2 separate regions of the Zea mays genome follow, and region 2 is linked to region 1. The links are chromatin contacts, called in public Hi-C maps. All regions are on one chromosome and are shown on one strand. Each heading gives the region's core, a stretch centred on a gene start, on an enhancer-like site or on the middle of the called end of the contact. The rest is flanking DNA. Distances are from core to core; before and after follow the strand shown.

What was found. Hi-C and Micro-C count contacts between places; a contact is called where the count stands out from the background.
Region 2: a Hi-C map of leaf shows a contact between it and region 1, with 5 times the contacts expected there. The contact joins the promoter of LOC100501444 here to the promoter of LOC103640610 in region 1. A contact is called at or near these places in 2 of 25 Hi-C or Micro-C datasets (both in leaf).

What each region holds. Positions count from the first base shown.
Region 1 is chr1:178,490,911-178,495,911 of Zm-B73-REFERENCE-NAM-5.0, forward strand. It overlaps LOC103640610 (translation initiation factor eIF-2B subunit delta), which reads right to left and starts at 2,955. Exons shown (of 8, transcript XM_035964144.1): 1 at 2,503-2,955; 2 at 1,666-1,809; 3 at 886-1,238; 4 at 1-56. The coding sequence starts at 2,842.
Region 2 is chr1:178,637,100-178,642,178 of Zm-B73-REFERENCE-NAM-5.0, forward strand. LOC100501444 (9-cis-epoxycarotenoid dioxygenase 1, chloroplastic-like) reads left to right here and starts at 2,140. Exons shown (of 1, transcript XM_023301399.2): 1 at 2,140-4,066. The coding sequence starts at 2,315. The coding sequence ends at 3,607.

The DNA.
Region 1 (5,001 bases), core at 1,705-4,204:
GCTATACAGCGAGCATTGCCACCAGATATGTCACCAGACAAATATTGAAGTCCAACCTGAAACGTAACACAGGGGACATAAGCTACTTGGTGTTCACCATATGACAATAAATCATTTACCAGATAAGTACCCTCTACTCAAAGACACATGAAAAGAAAAACAAAATTCTGTTTACACCTATCTATTTTATTTCAATTGTGTTGCCCACAGAATCAGTAATAAACATGAACCAAATCGTGATTTCAAGGTTAATCAATGTAACCATTATTTTTATTTTATTTGAAGAGAAGTAAGCACATTGGCTCCCCCTCCGATAAAATAAGAATAATGGTAGGTTTCTTTTACGATATATTAGAAGGGCAGATCTGGTGCAATGGTGAAAGTTGGCTCACTGAAGCACTGGGTCATAGTTTCGAATCAGCCTCTCCACATTTGCGTGGGAAAGGCTTGTCTCGGCTTATCCCTTTCCCAGACCCCACTCATGTAAGAGCCTTCAACACTAGGTATGCCCTATCTTTTACAGTATATTGGCAGCATGTGTAGTTAATTGGGGTGTAAATGATACGGATATTTTCCGATCATATCCAAGTCCGAATCCATTTAGAGTTCAGATCCATCCATATCAGAGTCCAGATATTCAAAATCCCATACCATATCGCTATCTGAATACTCAAATCTCATATTTAGGATGTTGATATCCATTTGTATCATATCCACCATAGCTAGTATTATTCGTATTTGAATCTGAATCCGAATAGAAATATGAAAACAAATGTAATATCAGTCACATCCGAATACGAACAGAAATATGGAAACAAATGTAATATCAGTGATATCCGTCCGTATCCAATCCGCTTGCACCCCTAGTTAGTAGCTAATAATTACCTTGTACACAGAAGGATGCATCAGATCAGGTTGAAAAAATTTTGACTCAAGGTCAGGTAGTTGAGTGCCATGTGCATATTGAGGCAGATGTCTGAACAGTTCGACCCTGTTTTGAGCTTCTGATTGTCTAACAACTGAACGCTTCTTTGCTTTCACCACCCGATGTGTATCGTCAAATTGCATGCGGGGTTGAGGAGCATCTTTTTTTCTATCTTTGTCAGGCGGTCGTTCACCAGTCTTCTTATCAGAAGCAACTGGAGAGTTAACTTGGTTGACATCTTTCTTCAGAGATATCTTTGCTGTTTTGGGTTGCTTGGTGTTAGCATCAGAAGCCATGGCTGTTGATTTCAAACCTGCAATTTTGCACGAAGAGATGAAGTTTGTGTCTGCAGACAGGTCAGGCAAGTAGGGCTGACAATGGGCTCTAAATTTTACACTATAAAATGTAAGGATCGGATCGGATTAGGTCGGGCTCTATTTCTATTCATTTTTTAACTAAAAATAACTTAGGGCCCTTACAAATTGTGAAGGAACATTTGGATCGCGATCCATTACCACCCCTACAGGCGAGTCACTGTTAATGATACAAGATGCAAACAAAGATACTGCCTTCCATCTAAAATGGAACCACTCATTTTTTTTCCAAGTAAAAGACTTAGTTTCACTTTGTATTTCCTTGATAAGATGGTCTGGGGGTTGAGTGCTCTTACTCCCCTTTTAAAAATACGTGGGGTTTTATATTCACCGAGACATTGTAAAGAATGAAAGCAGATCAACTACCTGCCTCCTTGGCAGCGGCTTTGGCAGCACGCTGGGACTCCTGAATGGCACGTCTCTCTGCTTTAGAAAGCTTTGGTTTCTGCGAAACTGGAGTCGGAGGAGCATGCTCATTCTTTCTTTCAGTAAGGTGTCTCTTGTTTGGTTCTGAAATAAACAGCAGAAACAGATTCTGCAATAAATGGCAACAGAAGAAAAGTAATTCTTCAAACCAATGCTGATAGGCATAGTGTGCTGTTTTCCATGCCTTAGAAAGCATCGAAACTGTCAACCAATCCTACATGTTAAACCAAGGCGAGTGATCCTACGATGTGACCCATGCTGAACGGTCCGGATTGATTACACATGCACGGAGCCAGCCACAGACGGAACAAGCATATCGAAACCGTAACTAATGGATCACAGTATGATCTTCTGGTAGCTACCAGCAGTGGTTTTGCTAGTTCAGTCACGATAACTCATGAAACAGGATCGTTGCTGAAATATGCACGTGAAATTGAGTCTCGCTACCTGTAGAACAATTGGTGGCTGTAATATCCCTCCATTCTTAACATGAGACTGGGTTTCCTAATATACTTGTGGTCTGGTCTGACCAACAGAGAACGACGACTGTGGGTGAGCGTGAAGCAATAAAGTGTCCCAGTTGGCTAACAAATTGTTGGAGTGTTTGGTTTGCGGAAGGAAATGGAATGATCCATCATCATCTCATTGTTCTTAATTTCTTTTTGGGTTGGGGGAGAGGAATGGGTTGACGCGTCACCATCACCAGCTACCTCCCCCTTCACACAGATATACCCGTATGTATACTCGTTCGTCTACACAGGTGCACCGGGCACGTACCTGGGAAGGCGGGCGGGGGTGGGCGCGCCCAGGACACGTCGATGTCGTCGTCGTCGTCAAGGTCGGAGACGGCGTCGGGGCGAGACGAGGAGTCCGGGGGCGGGGAAGAAGGCGCGAGGGACTCGGAAGCGGGCGCGACAGGGACGGGGACGGGGACGGGGATGAGCGGGGGCGGGATCATGACGGGGGAGAGGCCGTCGGACGCGGCGGGCGACGCGGGCGCCGGCGTGGCGGCCCCCCGCGCGGGCTCGGCGGCCGTGACGAATCCCACCTGGCGGAACCGCGGCTCCACCCCGCCCGACGCGGTGCGCGGCGGCGGCGGCCCGCGGCGGATGTCCATCGGGTTCGGGCGGCGACGACGGCGACGTCTGGACTGGGGTTCACGACCTGGGCTGGGCACGCCAAGACTCGAGAGTCGAGAGTCGAGACTCGCGGTCTGACTGAGCCGCCCCGTGCGTGTGTGGGCGTCGGTGGGCCCCACCGGTTAGAGGGGTTAGTGGCGCTTTCTGGTTTGATTTGTTCAAGTGGTGGGCTCGGGCCCTCAGACTCAGATTAGCAATACCGTTGGACTTCCCTCCTCCTGGTGCCAGCGAAGAGGCCGGGCCGGAGACCACGGCGTCGCAAAGTTTCAATTCCGGCCCCGTTGCCTGGAGCTGTAGTGGCATCGGGGTTGATGCGCCTCGCGCTTCGTTGCATAGTAGTAGTACTTTTTTTTGGCGATTAATATGTATGATAAATACGTATTGGTTATATATATATATATATATATATATATATATATATATATATATATATATATATATATATATATATATATATACAATTTTTTTGGCGAGCTCGGAGATTATTTGGCTTCTCGGGAAGCGAGATCTTTTTTTGTTGTTATTTTTGTTGATAACTACGTCACCGCGAGAAGTCGTAGGAGTCCATTCCCTTTCTCATCAAACACGACACAGATCATACGAGACACAGGATGTAGGGTTGGGTCTCTTTCTCTTCTATATCTTATGAGGGGTGTACATGTTCCATATATAGAGATGTGAGACCCCTAAGGGTAAAGTCGGTATTTGCCCACATAACCCTAACCAGGGTTACTTAACACTCCCCATTGGTCGAATACCGCGACCAACACATGTCTCGTTAAAACTCTAAAAAACCCAGTGGGAAAACTATGGAGAAAGAGTACATGGTGACGCAAATTGCATTAGCACTTTGTTGCCTCGTTAAAAATCTCATGTGAGAAACTTCAGGAAAACTCACCAAAGAAAAAAAAAGTACAACAACTGTCATCAGGACATATTTTGATCTTCTATATCTAGATTCCATTGAATCTTCTATAAAGGCTAACTTTAGAAATGGGCTCCCCTGATCCTTGCAAAAGTGTCTCAGTATGGCAAAATACCTTATTCTGGAAGTATATGAAGTTATGCACGTAGAGATTTAGCAAAAGATTGCATATTCTTGCAAGGATTATTTCAGGAACTTTACCTCAACTCACTTCTAGCTTACACGAGGTAAGTGAACGTATCAACATAAATAAGTCATTTTTACTAGTGGTGTTCGATCGACTGGATCTACATATCTGATAGAAACTTCTATAAAGCTTCATGTATTGATCATCAAGTTGACACCTCTAGGGCATACTGATATGGCATTCAGTGTCTCGCAATTGTGATCAATATTAAGCATTCGCTCCCCCTGACGATGACATCTGTCAAAGTCTTTATCCCTCGTAATTCAAACACATCCTTCAAGATATGTGTCATTGTTTATCTGAAATAATGAGGGTGGATGAGGCTAGGAAGCTACACCTTTCATTCTATCATACACCACAATGTATACATAATTGTGCAAAGCAAATAACTTATCCTTCCACAGGACTTAGGGGATATTATAATTGTGATAGTACATATTCTAGATATGACTCATCCCTCCAGACGTTCATTCATTACAACTTATATGATGGTGTAACATAAATCCATCAAAGATTGTAATCCATCAGGGATTCTTCATCGATCAGATACATCGTTATAGTCTGTCATTCTGGCACAATGGGGATATTTTGCCAGTAACACCTAAACCTTATAGATTTCTGCCATAAGGGCTTTAGAGGATACCGTAATTTCACATCAAGTGGAAAATACCATGAGTAAAACTCGTGGAATGCACATGTTCATATTCGGTGAACTTCAAGACCTTTGGTACCTCATCTTATTCCTTTTCGGGTCTTTATTGGTCTTTATCCCTTTATATGGGTTATCAAACTTTTGTGTTCAACACATACTTTATTTCTTCTGGAAAGGTTCCATCAAGGAACATAATCTCGTCTAGGAGATATCATTTCTACATAGGAGAGTGTTCATTCGTCAGGAATGTATTATTCGGTACGAGATTTATATGTTGCATATTTATAATTCTAAGATATGAGTCCTCGTAGGATATCATGCGGATCTTCAGAATCCTATTAACTGCATATTTTAATTCATGCCATTTGCTAGA
Region 2 (5,079 bases), core at 890-3,389, 150 kb after region 1:
GGAGGACACCTATACTTAATTATCTACGAAATCCCAATATAAGGACAGATAAGAATATTCGGCGAACAGCTTTCAAGTATGTTTTGATGAGTGATGAACTTTACCGCCGAACAGTCAATGATATCCTGCTTAAGTGCTTGGGCCCAGATGATGCTATATTAGCCATGGCCGAAGTACATGAAGGAATTTGTGGTACTCATCAATCAGCTCCAAAGATGAAGTGGTTGTTGCGAAGGTCTGGTTTTTATTGGCCTAGTATGATAGCTGATTGTTTCAAGTACTACAAGGGTTGCCAAGTGTGTCAAAAATTCGGCGACCTACAGTTAGTCCCTGCAGCCGAATTACATCCTATCATCAAGCCTTGGCCGTTCAGAGGATGGGGATTAGACTTTATTGGAGAAATTCATCCTTCATCATCAAAGGGGCATCGGTTTGTGTTAGTCGCCACTGACTACTTCACCAAATGGACTGAAGCCGTTGCTCTAAAGAACATGACACACAAGGAGGTAATTGAGTTTATAACTGAGCATATTATTCATAGATTCGGCATTCCCCAGACCTTAACTACAGATCAAGGTACTTCTTTCATGTCAAAGGAGGTACGTGAATTTGCTGAATTATACAGAATTAAGCTGCTTAATTCATCTCCATATTATGCTCAGGCCAATGGACAGGCCGAGTCTAGTAATAGGACGTTGATTAATTTGATAAAAAAGAAGATATCTGATAATCCTAAACATTGGCATAAGATTTTGTCTGAAGCTTTATGGGCTCATAGGATATCTAAACATAGGGCTACTAAAGTATCTCCTTTTGAGCTTGTCTATGGGCAGGAAGCAGTGTTGCCTGTGGAAATAAGTTTGAATGCTGTCAGGTTCGCCAGACAAAATGATCTAACTGCTACTGATTATTATGATTCAATGATTGATAATATTGATGAGGTGACCGACAAGAGGATGATAGCTTTGGGAGCAATAGAAAAGGACAAGATCATGGTAGCCAGAGCCTACAACAAGAAGGTCAAAGCAAAATCATTTCAAGTAGGGGACCTGGTGTGGAAGACCATTCTGCCTCTAAGGAATAAAGACCGGAAGTTCGGGAAATGGTCACCAAGCTGGGAAGGTCCTTATAAAGTAAAACAGGTGATGTCTGGCAACGCCTATTTACTACAAACATTACAAGGCAAGGACTTGCCTAAGGCTTTGAATGGGCGTTTCCTCAAACAGTACCATCCTAGTATGTGGCAAGATGCCTAAGAGAACCGATGTAATCACATCGAGTTAGTTGCTTTTGGTTTGCTCAACTCCACCAAAAGGCAGGGGGGCATATGTTGAACCCCAAATTGAGCAGGCGGACGGTCCGGCCCTGAGGCCGGACGGTCCGCGGTCCGGACAGTCCGCGCCTGTGGGCCGGACGGTCCGCGCATGCGCAGAGCAGTTTAGGGTTCCGAGTTTTGTGCTATGTTTGTTGGCTAGATTTGCGGAATTAGCTCGGAATCCAGTCGTGTAAAGGGTCCAGCCCCCCTCCTCTATAAAAAGAGAGGTCTACGGCCGATTAACCATCAACAATCGAATCAATACAACTTCTATTCGCATTTATTTCCAGTACAATTAGGAGTAGTTCTAGTCTAGTTCTAGTTTAGCCTCTCGATCCCCAAATTCTCCGCCTCTCCTCGACTCTACGTCGATTAGAGGAGTCTAGGTCGGCCGGCCCGAGCCTAGACAACCCCTAGGATCTCTCCTCCCCGACGGGGTCCCTCCCGGGAGCGAGATCCAGGCGCCGTCGGCGATCTTCCGCCGCCCCTGCACACGCGCGGACCGTCCGGCCCCAGGGCGCGGACCGTCCGGACGTCAGGCAGGAAAACCTAGCCCCTGCGCCAGGTCGCGGACCGTCCGGCCCCAGGCCGCGGACCGTCCGCGCCTGACCAGAGAGCACCGCCGCCGGTTCTTCTTGAGTATTTGGCGCTCCGAAAAGGCGTCAACAGCCGGCTCCCGCTCCCTCTCCGGCAGCCGGCGAGCGGGGCGGCGGCGAGAAAGGGCTGGGCTTCCTGCAGCGCGCGGCGGCGGCGGCGCTGGACGCGTTCGAGTCGGGCGTGATCGCGGGCCTGCTGGAGCGGCCGCGCGCGCTGCCGCGGTCGGCGGACCCGGCCGTGCAGATCGCCGGCAACTTCGCGCCGGTCGGCGAGCAGGCGCCGGTGCGGTCGCTGCCGGTGTCGGGCCGCATCCCGCCGTTCATCTCGGGCGTGTACGCGCGCAACGGGGCCAACCCCTGCTTCGAGCCGTCGGCGGGGCACCACCTGTTCGACGGCGACGGGATGGTGCACGCGGTGCGCATCCGCAACGGCGCGGCCGAGTCGTACGCGTGCCGGTTCACCGAGACGGCCAGGCTCCGGCAGGAGCGCGCGCTGGGGCGGGCCGTGTTCCCCAAGGCCATCGGCGAGCTGCACGGGCACTCCGGGATCGCGCGCCTGGCGCTGTTCTACGCGCGCGGGCTGTGCGGGCTCGTCGACCCGTCCCGCGGCACGGGGGTCGCAAACGCCGGCCTCGTCTACTTCAACGGCCGTCTCCTGGCCATGTCCGAGGACGACCTGCCGTACCAGGTGCGCGTGACGGCCGACGGCGACCTCCGCACCGTCGGCCGCTACGACTTCGGCGGGCAGCTCGCCGGGTGCGGCAGCATGATCGCGCACCCCAAGCTTGACCCGGCGTCCGGGGAGCTGTTCGCGCTCAGCTACGACGTGATCAAGCGGCCCTACCTGAGGTACTTCTACCTGCGGCCCGACGGCGGCAAGTCGGGCGACGTGGAGATCCCGCTGGAGCAGCCCACCATGGTGCACGACTTCGCCATCACGGAGCGGTTCGTGGTGGTGCCCGACCACCAGGTGGTGTTCAAGCTGGGCGAGATGCTGCGGGGCGGGTCCCCCGTGGTGCTGGACGCGGGCAAGACGTCCCGGTTCGGCGTGCTGCCCAAGTACGCGCGCGACGCGTCGGAGATGGCGTGGGTGGACGTGCCGGACTGCTTCTGCTTCCACCTGTGGAACGCGTGGGAGGATGCCGGCACCGGGGAGGTGGTGGTGGTCGGGTCCTGCATGACCCCCGCCGACTCCATCTTCAACGACGCCGACGACGGGCGCCAGCTGCAGAGCGTGCTGACGGAGATCAGGCTCGACACGCGCACGGGCGCGTCGACGCGGCGCGCCGTGCTGCCGGCGTCGGCGCAGGTGAACCTGGAGGTGGGGATGGTGAACCGGAACATGCTGGGGCGGCGGACGCGGTACGCGTACCTGGCCGTGGCGGAGCCGTGGCCCAAGGTGTCCGGGTTCGCGAAAGTGGACCTGGGCACGGGCGACGTCGTCCGGTTCGACTACGGCGACGGGCGATTCGGCGGGGAGCCCTGCTTCGTGCCCGCCGAGGGCGCGGCGCCGCGCGGCGAGGACGACGGGTACATCCTATCCCTGGTCCGCGACGAGCGCAAGGGGACGTCGGAGCTCCTGGTGGTGAACGCGGTGGACATGCGGCTGGAGGCCACGGTGCAGCTCCCCTCCCGCGTGCCCTACGGCTTCCACGGCACCTTCATCAGCGAGCGGGAGCTGGAGGCCCAGGCCTGATGACGAGATTTTCTTGATTGATTGCTTGGTTCTTTCTTTACGCTGACGACGACTGATGATCGGTCCATCCCCTCCATATCGCTCTGCTCCTCGTCCTCTGGAGCAGGGGAGGGAGGGAGAAGGTTGTTACCAGAGGGAGCCTGAGCCCGTACATAGGAGGTCCCCGGAGCCTTGTTCCCCATATGCAATGCAATACTGGCACTCTTCTTGTACCATGTTTTTTTTAAAAAACAAGCATGGCTTAGTATGGCTAGCCAGTGACAGTGAGTAGTAGGGTCAGTCCACAGCACAGCAGAGAGAAGAGAAGGGGGGGCAGCAGCTTGCCAGCTTGTGTTGCACTCGCTGTCACTTTTGTGCTTGTGGGGAGGGTGCCAACTGCCAAAACAGCTGGTGCTCTGTTTCCACCTCCACACTGTGAGTGTGTTTGGATTGGAGGTGCTGGTAGCACAGGTACAGTACAGTAGCAGCCCAGTGGCTGGCTATGAATTGAACCACCCAGTTGCTGCAACTGAGGTGATATTGTTGATGTCACTCACATGCATGTACCATCTCTGTTCTGTTCCTCCTCCATACACCACTGTTTCTGATCCTCATATACATACAAATACAGATACAACAATGATGGATGCCCCGCTGAGTTCTTTTTGTTTGCACATGCTGCTCCCGGCCCGGATCCGACTGCGACGACAAGCGAGCGCCTGGCCGCTTGTGAAGGATTTCTGTTGTACCGCTGTTCATCCTTAGTCCTTATTCGGATTATTCACGTTGCACATGGATTGTATATGGATTGAGAGCTAATCGAACAAGCCTTTAGTATTATTTAAAAGAGAGAGAAAAAGGCCCTGGCTTTCCCTAGTCTGATTGCCGCTGTCGGCTTTCCACTTCTCCAGTTCTGGGTGAAGATCACCCGGGAATGAGGTCAACCCAGCTGAATTCAATGGAGCTGTGGTGCGGTAACAAGCCATCGTCCCCGGCGCGCAGTCGCGTCCAGGGTGTATCCTACCGGTACTGTTGGAAACTGGACCGGAAACATCTGAGAAGAAGGTGCGGCCAACCAGCAGCCCAGCGTGCGCGTGGCTGACTGACTGACTGGCGAGCAGATACAGATGCAGAGGCAGCAGCAGCCTGCCTTGTTCGGTTCCTCAGCTTGGTGCCCAAGCATGCAGGATCAGCAGGACGACAACTTGAGTTGCTCATCTTGCGTTGTGCAATAAATATACGTAGTTAGACATGTGTCTATGTAGAATATGCTCTCATACTTGTGTTAATTCTTGTCGGTATTGGACTAATCTCCGTCGGTCGGTACCGACCAACATGAGTTAGCCTGTTGCGACTATTTTTTTTCTCTTCATCTTCCTCTCTGCTCTCTGTAGAGATGAAAATAGGTCAGGCACAGCAAAAACTCACTTGCGGTCGAACCTATGAAATCTACCTAAAGTCGTCCGCGATCGCACCCGTGGGTGTAATTCCAA